Regions from separate parts of the Sus scrofa genome. Here region 1 is linked to region 2. A link is a contact called in public HiChIP or PLAC-seq data. All regions are on one chromosome and are shown on one strand. Each heading gives the region's core, a stretch centred on a gene start, on an enhancer-like site or on the middle of the called end of the contact. The rest is flanking DNA. Distances are from core to core; before and after follow the strand shown. Region 1 overlaps DIS3L2 (DIS3 like 3'-5' exoribonuclease 2). Region 2 has its middle 13 kb from the start of TEX44.

Evidence for each region. HiChIP or PLAC-seq counts read pairs in DNA pulled down with a chosen protein or histone mark.
Region 1: a contact with region 2 is called in an H3K27ac HiChIP or PLAC-seq map of alveolar macrophages. The contact joins two enhancer-like sites. A contact is called at or near these places in 1 of 47 Hi-C or Micro-C datasets (embryonic fibroblasts) and 1 of 2 datasets of contacts at active chromatin or transcription factors (alveolar macrophages).

The regions. Positions count from the first base shown.
Region 1 is chr15:132,883,347-132,890,258 of Sscrofa11.1, reverse strand. All of the region lies in intron 14 of DIS3L2 (DIS3 like 3'-5' exoribonuclease 2), which reads right to left. Among named protein-coding and RNA genes, the nearest start is that of ECEL1, 110 kb to the left of the region's middle. Within about 2 kb of position 2,933, at least 40 of the 83 cell types and tissues checked have an H3K27ac peak or open chromatin away from gene starts, as enhancers often do. A contact at or near this core is called in alveolar macrophages, where this site is marked.
Region 2 is chr15:132,275,821-132,282,569 of Sscrofa11.1, reverse strand. No RefSeq gene overlaps it. Among named protein-coding and RNA genes, the nearest start is that of TEX44, 13 kb to the right of the region's middle. Within about 2 kb of position 2,424, at least 53 of the 83 cell types and tissues checked have an H3K27ac peak or open chromatin away from gene starts, as enhancers often do. A contact at or near this core is called in alveolar macrophages, where this site is marked.

The sequences.
Region 1 (6,912 bases), core at 1,684-4,183, 610 kb before region 2:
ACTGACCTCTCTCCTAAACATGAGAAAGAAGCAATTGCGTTCCTGGCTCTCCCCAGGCCACGTCTACGGGGCACCGCTCCCCTCTCACGGCAAACTGGCGGCCTTGCTTTAAACCAACCCCGAGTGAGGCGCCTCCCACCTACAGCCGTTCATTGCTTGTTCACTTCCTCACCCTCAAACCTTTTGGAGCTGCTGCTGCGGGTCGGTGCGGTGAGACAGTGAAGAGCCACCCGTTAGGCACAGGTGACAGGCTACGTGCAGCCCCTGAAAGCCTCTTGGAGCCCAGGAGGTGCTTTTATCCCCTTCTAAAGCATGGGGAGCTTAAGGTGCAAAGAGGTGATCAGGCCCAAGTCCCCCTGCTCCCAACCAGCGGCAGGGAGTCATCACCAGTCTGCGTGACCTCAAGGCCCTGTTGCCTCTGTGATGCCCTGGACACTGCTGCCACCAGAAAGCCTGGGCCTGCCCTCCGGGAGCCCCACCCTAGTGGGGTAATACGCCTGCAGATGCGAGGTCACTTCCAAGAGATGGCTGAGGAGGGCCACACGAAAGGGACGCAACAGTACAGGTGCGGAGGAGGGAACGCATCAAGTAAGACTGGAAAATAAGGGATCTAGGGAGGAGAGACGAGGGCTGGGGGTGGGGGCAGGCAAGCATGGCCCCCAGGGCCCTGGGTGCCGGACCCAGGATGGGGGGACAGTGGCACCCCGGAGCAGAGGCCTGGTGCAGCTGGGGGAAGAGTCAGGGCTGGCAGGAGGCAGCCAGAAAGGGCAGGACAGGCCAGAGCTCAGGGCCGCAGGCAAGCTTGGGAGTGGGCAAGACTGTCACAGGGCCCAGCGGGACAAAGTGGGAGGGAGCTCGGAGGGTGACGCGGTGGCTGAGAAGTGGAAAGTGGCATGAGAAGAGGGAACCAGGCCCCGCTGGGTGGTTGTGCAAACCCAGCAGTGGGGCGGGGGAGTGCCCTGGAGGTGGCCGCTGGACTTGGCTGGCAGGAGCGCGTGGCTGTGGCCGTGGGGATGGGCAAGGTGATTCTGAAAACCAAAGATTCAAGGGTGAGGGAGGCGGTCAAGAGTGGACTCCTGGCAATACACTATCAGTGAGAGAGGCAAGCGCTGGTCTGAGAGGGACCGAGAAAGGCCTCTGCAATGTTTTCTGTTATTGCCTGAGGTTTCCAGAGGATCGGAGTACGTTTTCAGGAGGAGCCAATAGGAAAGAACCCGGGGCTGAGCGCGAGACCAGTGCGGGAGGGAGGGAGCTCCAGGAGGGAGGTGGGCCTCCAGGGCTGGGTGCAGGGGGGGGGGCTCTGCGCTGCCCCCTGTGAAGGGGGACCCTGGGGGAGACCCCCCCCGAGTGGGGATCAGCTGGGTAACCCGGAAGCCTTGCCTGACGACTGTCCCCAAAAGTGTCTTCTCAAGTCCACTGGACACAGGAGAGAGGAGAGAGCCCTACACCCACCAGGTCAACAAAAGGAGGCCCTGGACCTGGCCTCGGCACAGGGCAGCCTCCCCGGGCCGCCCTGGGTGGGGGGTGCTGGTCTCTGAACTGCGGCAAAGGCAGGCACGGTCCAGACGGGGGTCAGAGTTGGGCTGGCCACGCCGAGCTGGTTGCTCTCCGCTCCCCTAGAACTGCCTTAGACGAGGGGGGCGGCTGGTGATGTGCCGGGGGTCTCAGGCCTGCGCGGCGCTGATGCTGACGGCAGGCTGCAGTCCCGCCCTGCCAGGCCTGGGCCTCTCCTCCGCCTCGACCCTGACCTCTCCGCCCTGCCGGGCAAGAGGGGCTGGGCCTCCACAACGTTCCCTTTCCAGATCCATTTTACCAGCCTAACCAGATGAGAGACTCAGCCCACCCCTTCCCCACCCAGAACGCTCAGAAGGTGGCTTTGGAAAGGATCACAGAGCTGGGCAGCCAGGGCAGAGTGGCATGGCTGCCGCCCAACCCTGAAAATGCATCGCTTTTCAAAGACCAAAACCAACTGAGAGACTAGAACAGCCTCTTTCCCCTCAGCCACCAGGCACTTGTCGCAGCTCTGCGGAGTCTCATGCAAATGGAATCAGGCCACTTACGGAGCTAGTTCAATTAGCTCCTGGTGAAAACTACTAACTTGGAAATTTGATAAGAATTTGCTCCCTGCCAGCGGCAAATCCATTTCTTCTAAAGACGGCATTTTCCCCACTTGGGCACTCACCGCGGGCCGGGAGTCCTTGGGCTTTGCATTGGCCGTGAAGGCAGCTGCTGGGCCCTCCTGAGAGCAGCGTGCCCGAGCGGGTGGGGGGCGGGGGGGGGTTCACTGCGGCTGACAGCCCGAGGCTGTGACCACCCTGGAGGGGACCCGCTGCTCTCCTGGCGCCCCCAAATTGAGTGGGATGTGGTGGGAAAATGCAAGGGCCCAGGGAGTCGGAGCAGGGGAGGTGGGAAGTCTGGAGCCAATGAAGACAGAAGTGGGAGCAGCTGGGCTGGGGCGGGGGAGGGAGCGAGGTGGAGCTGGTGGCCTGTGAGCCTGAAAGGGGGAGGCCTGGAGAGAGGGAGCTGCCGGCAGAGTGGCCTGGGGGCGGTGAGGGGGCGCCCACCCACGGCAGCAGGCACCCTGCTGCAGGCCTCTGCGCCGAGGGTGCTGCGGCTGCGGCTCGGGCCTCTCGCTGACCCCTCTCCTCCTGGGCTGACTGCAACCTGCTGAGCGCTTTGGACCTTCCCATGAAACCGCAGGGAAATGAATGGGGCCGCGTTCACAGGCACGGAAAAGCCCAGAGGAGCAGGCCTCTGGAGCCAGACATAACAGGCCCCGTGGGTGAGGCCGGAGCCAGGTTTCCTCTTCGGGGAGGCTGAATCCACTCCAGGCCTTTCTATAGGCTCAGCAGGCGGGGCCCAGCTGCAGCAGGAGGCACGTTTCAGCTGCTTGTTTTTCTAGCTCTAGAGGAAGTCTCCAGAGGCTCCGCTTCAGAGAGGCCGGGGCCCTGCCAAAGGGAGGCCCAGCGGCTGCGGTAGGGAGTGGGGAGGGGACATGCGGGGAGCCGGTTGACAGGCAGAAAGCCCTTTGTCAGCGTAAAGCTGGAGAAGCCTCGCTCCCTTCCCGAGGTTCAGGGCTCTGCTCTTCAAGGCACCAGCAGGCCTGCGTGGGGCAGTGGCCCTGGGCTGAGCTGGTGGACAAAAAACTCCCCCAAAGCAGAACCGGGGCGCAGTTTGTGCTGAGCGGCCTGGCAGAGCTGGGTCACTAGGGCTTGCTGGCTCCACTGCGGTGGGGACACACATGGCTTCTGCCACTCCTCGCTGCTGTCTAACTGGAATTAGAACCGCTGACCAGAGGAGGTGCAGCCAAGACGCACAGAAGCCAGGCCACCTCTGGGAGCCACCATAGGGCCCTCCAATGGCTTATCTGCCCCGCGTGGACCCCAGCCCAGCAGCAGGGGCTGGTTCTGCAGCCTAGGATAAAGGACAGAGCTTGGATAAGCTCCGTAGGGGCTGGCAAGGCCATCACTGACGATGACCACTTGTTGGTCACTTTTGATTTGGAAATTAGGCTTTAGGCCCCCAAATATTTGAGAGAGAAGTGTGTTCTGGATACACGGGTCCCCCCCTGCCGCACACACGACAAAAGGCAGCTGGGTAGCAGAGGACAAGGCACAAAGGCAGGCGTTCCTGAGCATTTGAGCGTGCTTTGCTCACCTCCGAGACACTTTTGGCCCCAGGGCCTCTGGGGAGCAGCTCCCCTTGGGCAGGGCCACCCCCCCCACCACACGGCCACCACAGGCTGGTCTCAGGCCAGGCTTTCTGGGCACATTATTTCATTGAGTCCTCACAAAACCCCGCATGGGAAGTGGCAGGTCAGCCCTAAATCTATGCAGAGGGAAACCGAGTGTCTGAGAAGCCAAGGACAGTGACCATGGAGATGAGAGAATGTGGCGGGGCTGTGGTCTGGAGACTGGGCTTTGTGACTCTAAGGTCTGTCCTCTGTCCCCATCTTGTGACGGGAGGGGGGGCCAGGCCTGGTGCTGTGAGCGGAGGAAGGGCAGCTCATGTGTCCATCTGGAATGGGAATCCCAGTGCTTTAGGTCAGTGGTGGCTTCTCTGCCACAAAGGGAGAGCGTGTGTCTCTCTCCCGCCCCGGCCCCAGCGCAGCAATGCCACCTCGGGCCAGCCGGTGGGCAGCTGAGTGGGCAGCTGGGCCCGTGGAGGGAGGCCCACAGGGGGTGCAGCAAGCTGCCCGGGGGCTGCTTCTCTGCCCACTGTGGGAATCAGCTGGAGCAGTGGGGCCTGAGCCCCGACACACCGACCTCCTACGGGCACTGCGCGGGGGACCCCAGGAGGAGAAGGACGGGTGCAAGGCACAGGTGGGACGTGTCCTGGCGGGGAAGCCATCTGGCTGTGAAACCACCTTGGGAAATAGCTGGGCAGACTGCATGAGGGTTCCAGTCGCTGCAGCGGCCCCTGCGGGGTTCCTCTTCACCCTAAGGTCCTCTCCTAAGGACTGGGCGCCAAGGTTTCCTTGCAGTGACCGGCCAAGGGCTCTGCTGACAGCGAGAGTCAACTCTGGGCCACGGTGGCACCTGGGGCGGTCCACCGCTTCCCTACGTCCTTCCTCCTGATTGTCAAGGGCACCTCCTGTCCTCAGCAAGGGCTGCAGCAGCTGCAGAGCCGAAGTCACTCATCTCGACCTAGTTCGCCATCTCCCTGGCAACCTCAGAGGGACGGGCAGCGGCTGCTCCCTGCCCCCGTGTCTGATGTTGGCACACCGCACAGGGCAACACGGAAGCCCGCCTTCGGGCCGGGCAGGGCCACCTCCATAACCCTGCCTTCCCGCCGCCTGTCTCCTGCTCAGCGGGACAAAGAGGACAGGCCTGGGGCTCCCTCCCCACGTGGACGCCTCCTCCCGTCTGCCTCTGGGGCTCCGGCCTCCTTTTGGTCGCGGTGCTGCCCCTGGGATGAGCACAAGCGCCGAGCTGGCTCCCTCCCACGGCTCTAGTTCGCCTGCCACTGGCTCACAGGCTCTGCCTCTTGCATCTGTGCACCTCGTTTTTGCTAACGCTTCTCCTGTTCCACCTGCGGAAACGTGCTGCGGAGGGTCACGGGGGAGCGGAGAGTCATCTTTGGGGCCGTGGCCGTCGTGACCCGTAGACATCCTGCCCTGCGAGCCGCCGAGCCCCACGGGCGAGCCTCACCCGAGCCCCGCTAGTCTGTCCCACGAGGGTGTTTTCTCACCCACCTCTGCGCCGGGCAAAGAATTCGGGCATTTTTGCTTCCCCTGCTGGCTTCCATCCTGTCAGGAGGCCCAGCCCTGGCCATGTAAAGGCGCCGAGCTAAGGGCACTCTGGCGTCTTGTGTCAAAGGCTGCAGCTCCTGTGGCCCTGGCACCTCCCGCTGACCTGACGCCAGCCTCAGCCCAGCTCTCCCCGCGGCCACGAGGAAGCTGCCAGCCTCTTTGGGCTTCCCCTGGGGGGAATGGGCACCCACACTTCCTAGGACCCCCCCCCCCCGGGGCCTCTCTGCTGCTCCCTCACCTGCCACGCCCTAACCCACCTCCGCTGAATCTCAGTTCAAGGCATCCCCCTCGTTGGCCCAGGCCCTCTGGGCTCTTCTAGCCCCAGAACTCATTGTTGGATTGCGACTATCTCTTTTGAGGCCAGATTTCCAGTCTGGGGACCAGGCCTTGCCCGGCTCTGTGTCCCAGGGCCAAGGGCACGTGTAGGTGCCATTCCACCTGGCTCAGACGGGCCACGGACTGTGATGGCCAATGCTTTCTCAACTATGTCTGTTTGGGGAATGAACGTGGCACTTCAGAGACATGATTTGCTTGGTGTTCCACAGAAGATGCAAAAGGGGGGCGTTCCCTGGTGGTCTAGTGGTTAGGATTTGGTGCTTTCACTGTTGCGGCTTGGGTTCAATCCCTGGTCTGGGAACTGAGATCCCACATCGAGCCGCTACATGCTTTGGCCAAAAAGAAAAAAAAAAAAGAAAGATTCATTTAAAAAAAAATACAAATAAAAAAATGTTACAGGGAAAACAGGCCTGTTTGTAGAGGCGGAAGTGGGCTCCAGAAGGGCCTAGGAGTGGGGTTTGGCTCCTGCAGCTCCCCTTCAGTTCTCCCTGCTGGAAAGCAGGCAGGCAGGTGAACTCAACAGACGGAACCTAGGTCAGCTTCTGCCAGCCTGATGGGGCATGCTAAATGTGCTCCAATGAAACTCTTCCTTGCCTCTACACAGGCATGACTTAGATCCAGCGCTGGCGACAATGTGGCTGGGGCTCACTTGTTGGCCCCCTGAGAGATGAGCACTTTTGTCCAGAGCAGCCCTCCTCACTCTCAGTATGAAAGCTAGCAGATTAAAAAAAAAAAAAAAACCAAAAAACCCCCTCTCTTTCCACGCCTGGGCTGTTTCCACTGAACTAACACTTGTCTTATCACCCACTGGGACGCGGTGTGTTGAGTCTGGCAGAGCTCTTCACCAGTAATGCGACTTTTAAAATATTGACTCGCCGTTTTATGAACTAGGTTCAGAGTGGTTTAAACGGATTTATTCCCGTCCCGAGCCTCTGGGCTTCCCCAGCATTGTCGCGACCCTCCTAGACACACACAGCCGATCTCCAGGGCACACCGGCTCTCCCTCCACACCCTGGAGGGGTGGCGAGCAGGGAGACTGGTGGCTCTCGCCCCCACCTCGACCCCTGCATCTCTGGACCAAGGAAAGCTCTCAGACTCAAGCTGAGTGACAGCATCAGTCCTTTCCAGGTGCCACCCTCAACTCCACCTTAGACCCAAGGCCAGAACAGCCTGGATTAGGCCTCCTTCCAGGTGAGCTGAGTTGACGGCAAGGCAGCAAGGCCAGTGGGTGTCCAAACCTGACTACATCCCGTGGTTCTACTTTCTGAGCTGCCTCTGCCGGCCAAGTCCACCTTTCAGAGCCCTGCTTTTCCAGGACCTAGAGA
Region 2 (6,749 bases), core at 1,175-3,674:
GAGGCAGAGGCAGCCCGGCTCGGGCTCTGCGGACACTGAACCCGCCTGACCGCCCCCCACCCCCGGCTCCCTAACGTGCCGCCCCAGAGGAACTGGGGTCGCCAAGGGCGCCTCACGAAGCGCAGAGGCACTCGGGCCGGGTGACCGTCAACTTTGCGCACAAATATGGGGCTTAGGGGCCGCAGGCCTTGGCGGCGGGGACTGGACGGCCAGAGCGGTGCGTCTGGAGAGAGCTTGGCTCCTCCGCAAGGGACTTCGGAGTCCCGCTGGGGGTGCCGCTCAGCCCGGGCGGGGGGGACCGGGGACGGGGAGGCGGCTCTGCCAAGCTCCTGTTGAGCCCTGCGGCGCGCTCGGGAGAGGCGGGCCCGCTCGCAGGCACTGCCGGGGACGCGGGAACAAAGACGGCCCGCGGCCGGATGCAGTCATGGAAAAACCCATCGGGGCGCCGGGGCGGGGGCGGCAGGGGAGGGGCGGCGCGCGCCAGCCAGCCTTGCCACCCTTGCCACCCTAGGCGGCCCGCCCGGGTGGGGCTGCTCTCGGACCCCGCCCCGGAGCGCTCCTCGCCGGCGGAGAGGAGGCCCGGGAAAACAGAAAATGCTGGGCGGGAAGGGGAGGCCTGCGGACCGAGAACCAGAAGCGTCCTGGTTCCGGGTGCTGCCCGCCAGGCTCTCGGCCGGGAGGGGAGGGTGGCCCGGCCGGCGCACGCCGGGTACACGCGGCGCTGCACACCGCCACTTGGCGGCTGCGGCAGCGGGTGGCGGCTGGCCCATAGGGGGCGCGCACAGACCCAGGCAATGGCGCGGACGCGTGTGCGGCGGCTCACACGCCTCTGCATACACATGATCACTTACACGCACGTGCGGCTAGACACGCGAGCTGCCCCCAGCTCCCAGCACGGAGGCGAGGAAAGTGTCCTACCGAGGGGGGCCGAATTAGAGGCTCGTTAGCTGGTCCCCGCGGCTAGTGGCAGAACCCTAGGAGCTGGGGGCGAGGGTCTTAGAAGAAACAGAGGCTAGGGTCCCCCCACCCCCACTTTACAGGTGCGTGCCCAGGTCCCATCCCCGGGCTGGAGTTTGCTTCTCACGCAGAACGCTGCCGCGCTGTCTTTGTCTTTGGAACCTGCCTGGAGACCGGGAGGCGTAAGGACATTTTTTTTTCTTTCTTTAGAAAAGGAAAGTGTTGGCGCAAGTTGGACTCAGTGACTTCAGAGGCCTTTTCCAGTTATGACTTATTATGAAGAAGGAACTGGCCCCAGAGGCCATAAAAGGAGTTGGTAGGAGCAGAGAAAAAAACTTTGGGTGCCTGGTTTGGCCCCAGCCACAGGCTCCAATGGAAATGCAGACGAGGACCTGGTTCTGGGGGCCCAGGGCCAGATTCTGGAGCAGAAGAGACCCCAGGTTTTGCCTGAATGGGGAGGCTGTTGGGTTGGGGTGGCAGGTGTGGGATTCCTGAAAGCCAGACACAATGAAGCAGAAGCCCACAACCTCAAAAGTTTCAAGTTCAAGAAGAGGGCTACATTTATGAACCCTGGCTGTTGAAACTGTTGTGGGAGTACAGTTGCCGCAGGGGCTCTAGCCTCCACTCAGAAAACGGGGTCCAGAGAAGCAGGTACACCAGCAACAGGACGGGGTCAGACGGGCTGCCATGTACTTGTGGTCCCCTTGGGAAGTGAGGTTGGAATCAAATGACCTAGCCCTGCTTCTCTCTAATTTCCTGGTTTGGGGGATCTTACCCAGCATCTTTGGGCCTCAAAGATGCTGCTCATCTGTAGGCACAAGAGCTCCTCCGTAGGGGTGTTTTGGGGATTGAAAGTGGTATAAGCCCCCATTCCATCCTGCCTTCCCTCCTTTTCCACTTCTCAAAGTCCCTGGTGCTTGCTCACTAGGACTCCTTCCAAGTCCTAGTTTCCCGAGAGCAGGTGGGGTCCAGTGGGACGAAGGCTGGGGAGCAGCGCCCCCTGGTGGGTGATATCAGGAGGGCGCAGTCCGTCTGCGAGGACACGCCTGGGCTAATCTGCTTAGCGCCTGCTGGGCTCTGGCGAGTCCAGCCTCCCTGCGCGGATCCTGGAGCTCTCCTCGGGGAAGTTTTTCCTTCTTGCCTCAGTTACTCCCTTGAGCAAGCACAGAGAATCCTGTTTCTCCGCAGCAGACTCTCCTCTGCCCTCACACAGCCCAGCTTCTCCTATTTTCACAGGCTTCTTTCACTTCTGCTGCGGAGGAATCCCTTTGGCATTTATACTGCGCTGCCCAGCTTACGAAGCACTTCGACACACATTGCTTGTCCCTGAGGCGTGCTGTTTCTAGGTGGCGATGGCGCTAGACGGATAAAAGATCGTGATTTGGAGTGCGGCTCCAGCCCAGTGGACTGGTTTGGATCCTGCCTCCTCCATCCAGCTGTGTAACCAGAGCAACGTTCAAAACATTGAATAACCAGTAGGACAGGCAGGGACCAATCAGAACAGACCCTGCCCTAAACACCAGGTACAGCCATATGTGTGTACCTGCTGAAGATTCTGGAATAATCTCAACCTCCTTGGGCCTCAGTGTTTGTACCTGCAGTATGGACACAATGATCCGAATAGTACCACTCTCTAGGGCTGTAGTGAAGGCTAAATTAGTTAATGCATATAAACGATTGAGAAACCATTGTCTGCCACATAGAAGAGAGCTTTATTACTCAGACTCAGTGACCCAGGGAGATTGCCACTCGTAACAGCGATCCTTAGATGAGCCCACTGTATGCACCCAAACCTGCCTCCTGGCTCCCCTCCTCCTTCCCACACCTCCTGGTCTGGTCCTCTGGTTATTCTACTCTCTAGAAGTGTGTGCCTCTCAAACCTTCCCATGTATGCAAATTTCTGGAAGATCTTGTTACCCTGCAGAATTGCAGATTCTGATGGAGGAGGTCTGTGTGGGGCTTGGGATTCTTTAGTTCCTACCAGCTCCCAGGCGGTGCTGATGCGTGTCTGAGAAGCAAGACTCGTGAAGATCCCTGCAGAAACAAAGGTGTCAGCTGATCCATCTGGCAGTGTTTACTGAGCACCTACTCAATGCAAGGCAGTGTAAGGATCCAAACAGTCCGAGGGCTGGCTTCCAACTTTAAGCAGCAGAGAAGTTGCCGCACGAACACAGGTTGAAACTAACAATCAGGCCAAGGGGCTAACGTGCCAAATGGTGGGAGGTACATGCGGGGAATCCATTCTCTTCCCCGCAGCCAGAGAGGTGCTTTCAACAGGGAAAGATTTTTTTTTTTGCCTTTGTCTTTTGGGTTTTTTTTTTTTTTTTTTGTCTTTTTAGGGCCGCATCCTCGACATATGGAGGTTCCCAGGCTGGGGGTTGAATCAGAGCTGTAGCTGCCAGCCTACACCACAGCCACAGCAACACCAGATCCGAGCCGTGTCTGCGACCTACACCACAGCTCACGGTCCCTGTCTTGATGTTCTTGGTACTTTTTGAACAAGGGGCTTTGTGTTTTCGTTTTGCACTTGGGCGCCATATGTTAGGTAGCTGGTTCTGCTCACCAGCTCTGGTTCCTCGGGCCAGGATCGTTTCCCAGAGACCATCTGGGAGAGGTGGGAGGAGAAGTGGACCTGGGTGACTCCTTTTATTTATTTATTTTTTTTAGGGCCACACCTGCGGCATATGGAAATCCCAGGATAGGGGTCGAATCGAGCTGTAGCTGCCGGCCTACACCACAGCCGCAGCAAAGCCAGCTCTGAGCCATTTGCAGCAATGAGGGAGCCTTAACCCACTGAGCAAGGGCCAGGGTTTGAACCCGTGTCCTCAAGGATACTAGTCAGGTTCTTAACCTGTTAAGCCACAAGGGGAACTCCCCGGGTGAGTCCTTGAACAGGTCCTGTGTGTGAAACTGAGATCACAGAGTCGGGTTCGTCCAGAGAGGAGGAGAGGACGAGAGCTGGAGGCTCTTTTCAAGAGAGGATCGGGCTGTGGAGACGCACTGCCCGGGAAAGCCAGCCCCGGGGCCACTCTCTGAGAGAGGCCAGATGCCGCCTGCCATCCAAGCTGTCAGACTGTTGATAAGAGACATGAAGATTTGCCCGGAGGGGGCAGATGCCTGGCTTGGGTGGGACAGGCAGGGCGCCCTGGCTCCTTCGCCAACAGCTGCTCTGGATGCTCAGCTTGTTCTCTGTGGCCTGGGTTCAGATACCGTGTCTCTGAGTCCAGCCTGGCCTGGAGACAGGCTGTCAGAGGCTTGGGTGTTACCCTGTTGTGACAGGTACCATTAGGAGGGAGGAGCCTGAGAGGCCTGGATAGACTGTGTCACTTAAGTCCTGAGACCTAGTTACACGGCTGAGTCCCGAGGGTCCCCCAGGCTGGCCTGGGCCAGGTCTTGGGCCCAAATTTAGGTCACTGCCTTCTCACCCGTCACGTTCTCTCTGCTCCCGCAGTGTCTTGTCCCTCACCTCCTTCCTCTCCGGCTCGGAACCTCAGCCTCCCTCCTCTGTGACTGGTGCCACCTGCCTCAGTTTACACATGTACTTGTCACTTTCACTCTCGCAGTTTACTCTCAGTGGGCAGGACGAGGGTCTGTTCCCTAGCTTTTCCCTTGTCCTGCGCTCATTTTTCTTTTTCTTTTTTTCCCCCATACTCATGCCATGTGGAAGTTCCCCAGCCAGGGATTGAACCCACACCACAGCAGTGACCCCAGCCGCTGCAGTGCCAAAAGCCAGATCCTTAACCTACTGTGCCACAGGGGAACTCCCGCAGTCATTTTTGAACAAGGGGCCTCTCATTTTATTTTTGTACTGTGACCCCCACATTATGGAACCTGACCTGCTGATCTGCTCTCACCAGGCCAGGAGGACAGGTTCCAAGGCGCTGGAGATCCCAACCTGACAAGGGGTTCCGAGTGCCAGAGGCATCTCATGTACTCTGGAAGGGGAGTGAATGTCCACGGGCCCACAGGAAGGCCATGCTGAGCGCCTACTGTGTGCCAGTGAGGGTGACAGTGCGGGGCCAGACTGCTACAAACAGAAGCGCTTTTCTTCAGGGAGTTTACCCAGGAGAGCGTTTATAAGTCAGACAAAGCCTGGCGTCCAGGGGCCTCCTGGGCAGGAGTGGGGAGAAAACCCGGGCAGCGGGGAGCCAAGTTGGGGAGCCCTGCTTTGGGCGCAGACCCCGCCCTGCCTGGGTCGCCGGCCTCCGAGAGCTGAAAGGGCCTCTGTGCTCCGTCCCCCGCCTGCCCGCCGGCCAGGAGCGCATTTCCTCAGCTGCGCCAGACCCCGGGGGCTCCGCAGACCCTCTGGGGACAGACACAAATAGTTCCCGGCCCTGCTGCCCCGGCCAGTTACCTTGGGAACCAAACTCAATCGCCTGACGTCATCGGGCCGTTGCATAGCAACCGGCAGAAACTCTCCCTCCAGCCTCCAGCTCTCCCCGCCTCCGCGGAGAGGTCGCCGTCGCCATGGAGACAGCGGGGCTGGGCAGGGTGGAGGATGCCCCCGACCCGCCGGCGCTGTTCTCGCCGCCCCTTGCCTGCTGGGCGGCGCCCTCCGCTGTGATCCGGGGCTGCTCCTTTCCGCGGCGGAAGGGAACCAGTCCCAGCGGAGGAAAGGTCGCCGCCTGGCTTCGGGCCGCCCGGCGAGGGCCCGGTGGTGGCCTAAGTGCGCTGCACAGCCCTTGGGATTTCTCTCCCAGAGAGAGGCCCTTGTTCCCATCTGACGGCCCCCTTTTGGATTCCAGTCTCATTGCTCACCAGGCCTCAACCTGGGCTCCTGCTCTGGTAACAAGGAGCAGGTGGCGGCACCGTCCCAGGCCCCTCCCCTGCAGTCGCCCAGGACATCTCAGTCGCGCTTGGCCACCTGCCTTGCGGGAGGAGACACGAGGCCCTGCTCGCACACTCTGCTCCGGTTCCTGGTCCCCTCCTCCACTCCTGTGCCTGCCCCTGGCGTCTGTGCTATGATGATGCGATCCGTGTTTACTGGGCCCTGCCTGGGTGCGGTTCGGCCAGGCCACCCCTGGGTGGGAGGAAGGGGGAGGGAGGTGCCTAGCTGACCATTTCCCATAGTTTCTGGCGTGGGTGTTGTTCTGAGGCTCCTCCATCTCCCCGCCCATTTCTGCTTCACACCATAGCAGATCATAAATTGCTGAATCCCAAAGCCCAGTCTGGGAGATAAGGCCCAGAACCCCTCAGGGGCCAGCAACAATCTGCCGCTATGTCCTGCCCCCCTCTGCCCCAACTTACCCATCTTAGACCAGGGGTAACCCCGGTGGTACTCTTCCAGGTAGAGGCCAGTGGCTACAGTTCCGATTAGACCCCTAGCCTGGGAACCTCCATATGCCACGGGTGCGGCCCTAGAAAAGACAAAAAAAAAAAAAAAACCCAAAAAACCCCAAAAATCCCCCACTGTATTTTGACAAGCAGTAATAAAATACATGTGATCAGAAACAAAACATGTGTTTTAGGTGATATTTAATATTCAGACGTCTAGGAGTTCCCCGGTGGTCTAGTGGTTAAGGATCTGGCATTGTCACTACTGTGGCTTGGTTTCAGTCCCTGGCCCAGAAACTTCCACATGCCACAAGAGTGGCAAAAAAAAAAAAAAAAAAAAAAAAAAAAAAAAAAAATCAGAGATTCAAAGGAATAATTTTCAAAGCATGGAGTTGGAGAGAAAACACTTCAGAACGCCTCAGATCTTTCCAAAGTACATGGTCTGATTGTGGGCAGTACGTTCGCAGACACGCCCACACACGTGTGATGATGGGCACTTCCCAGGCTTGGAGCCTAGG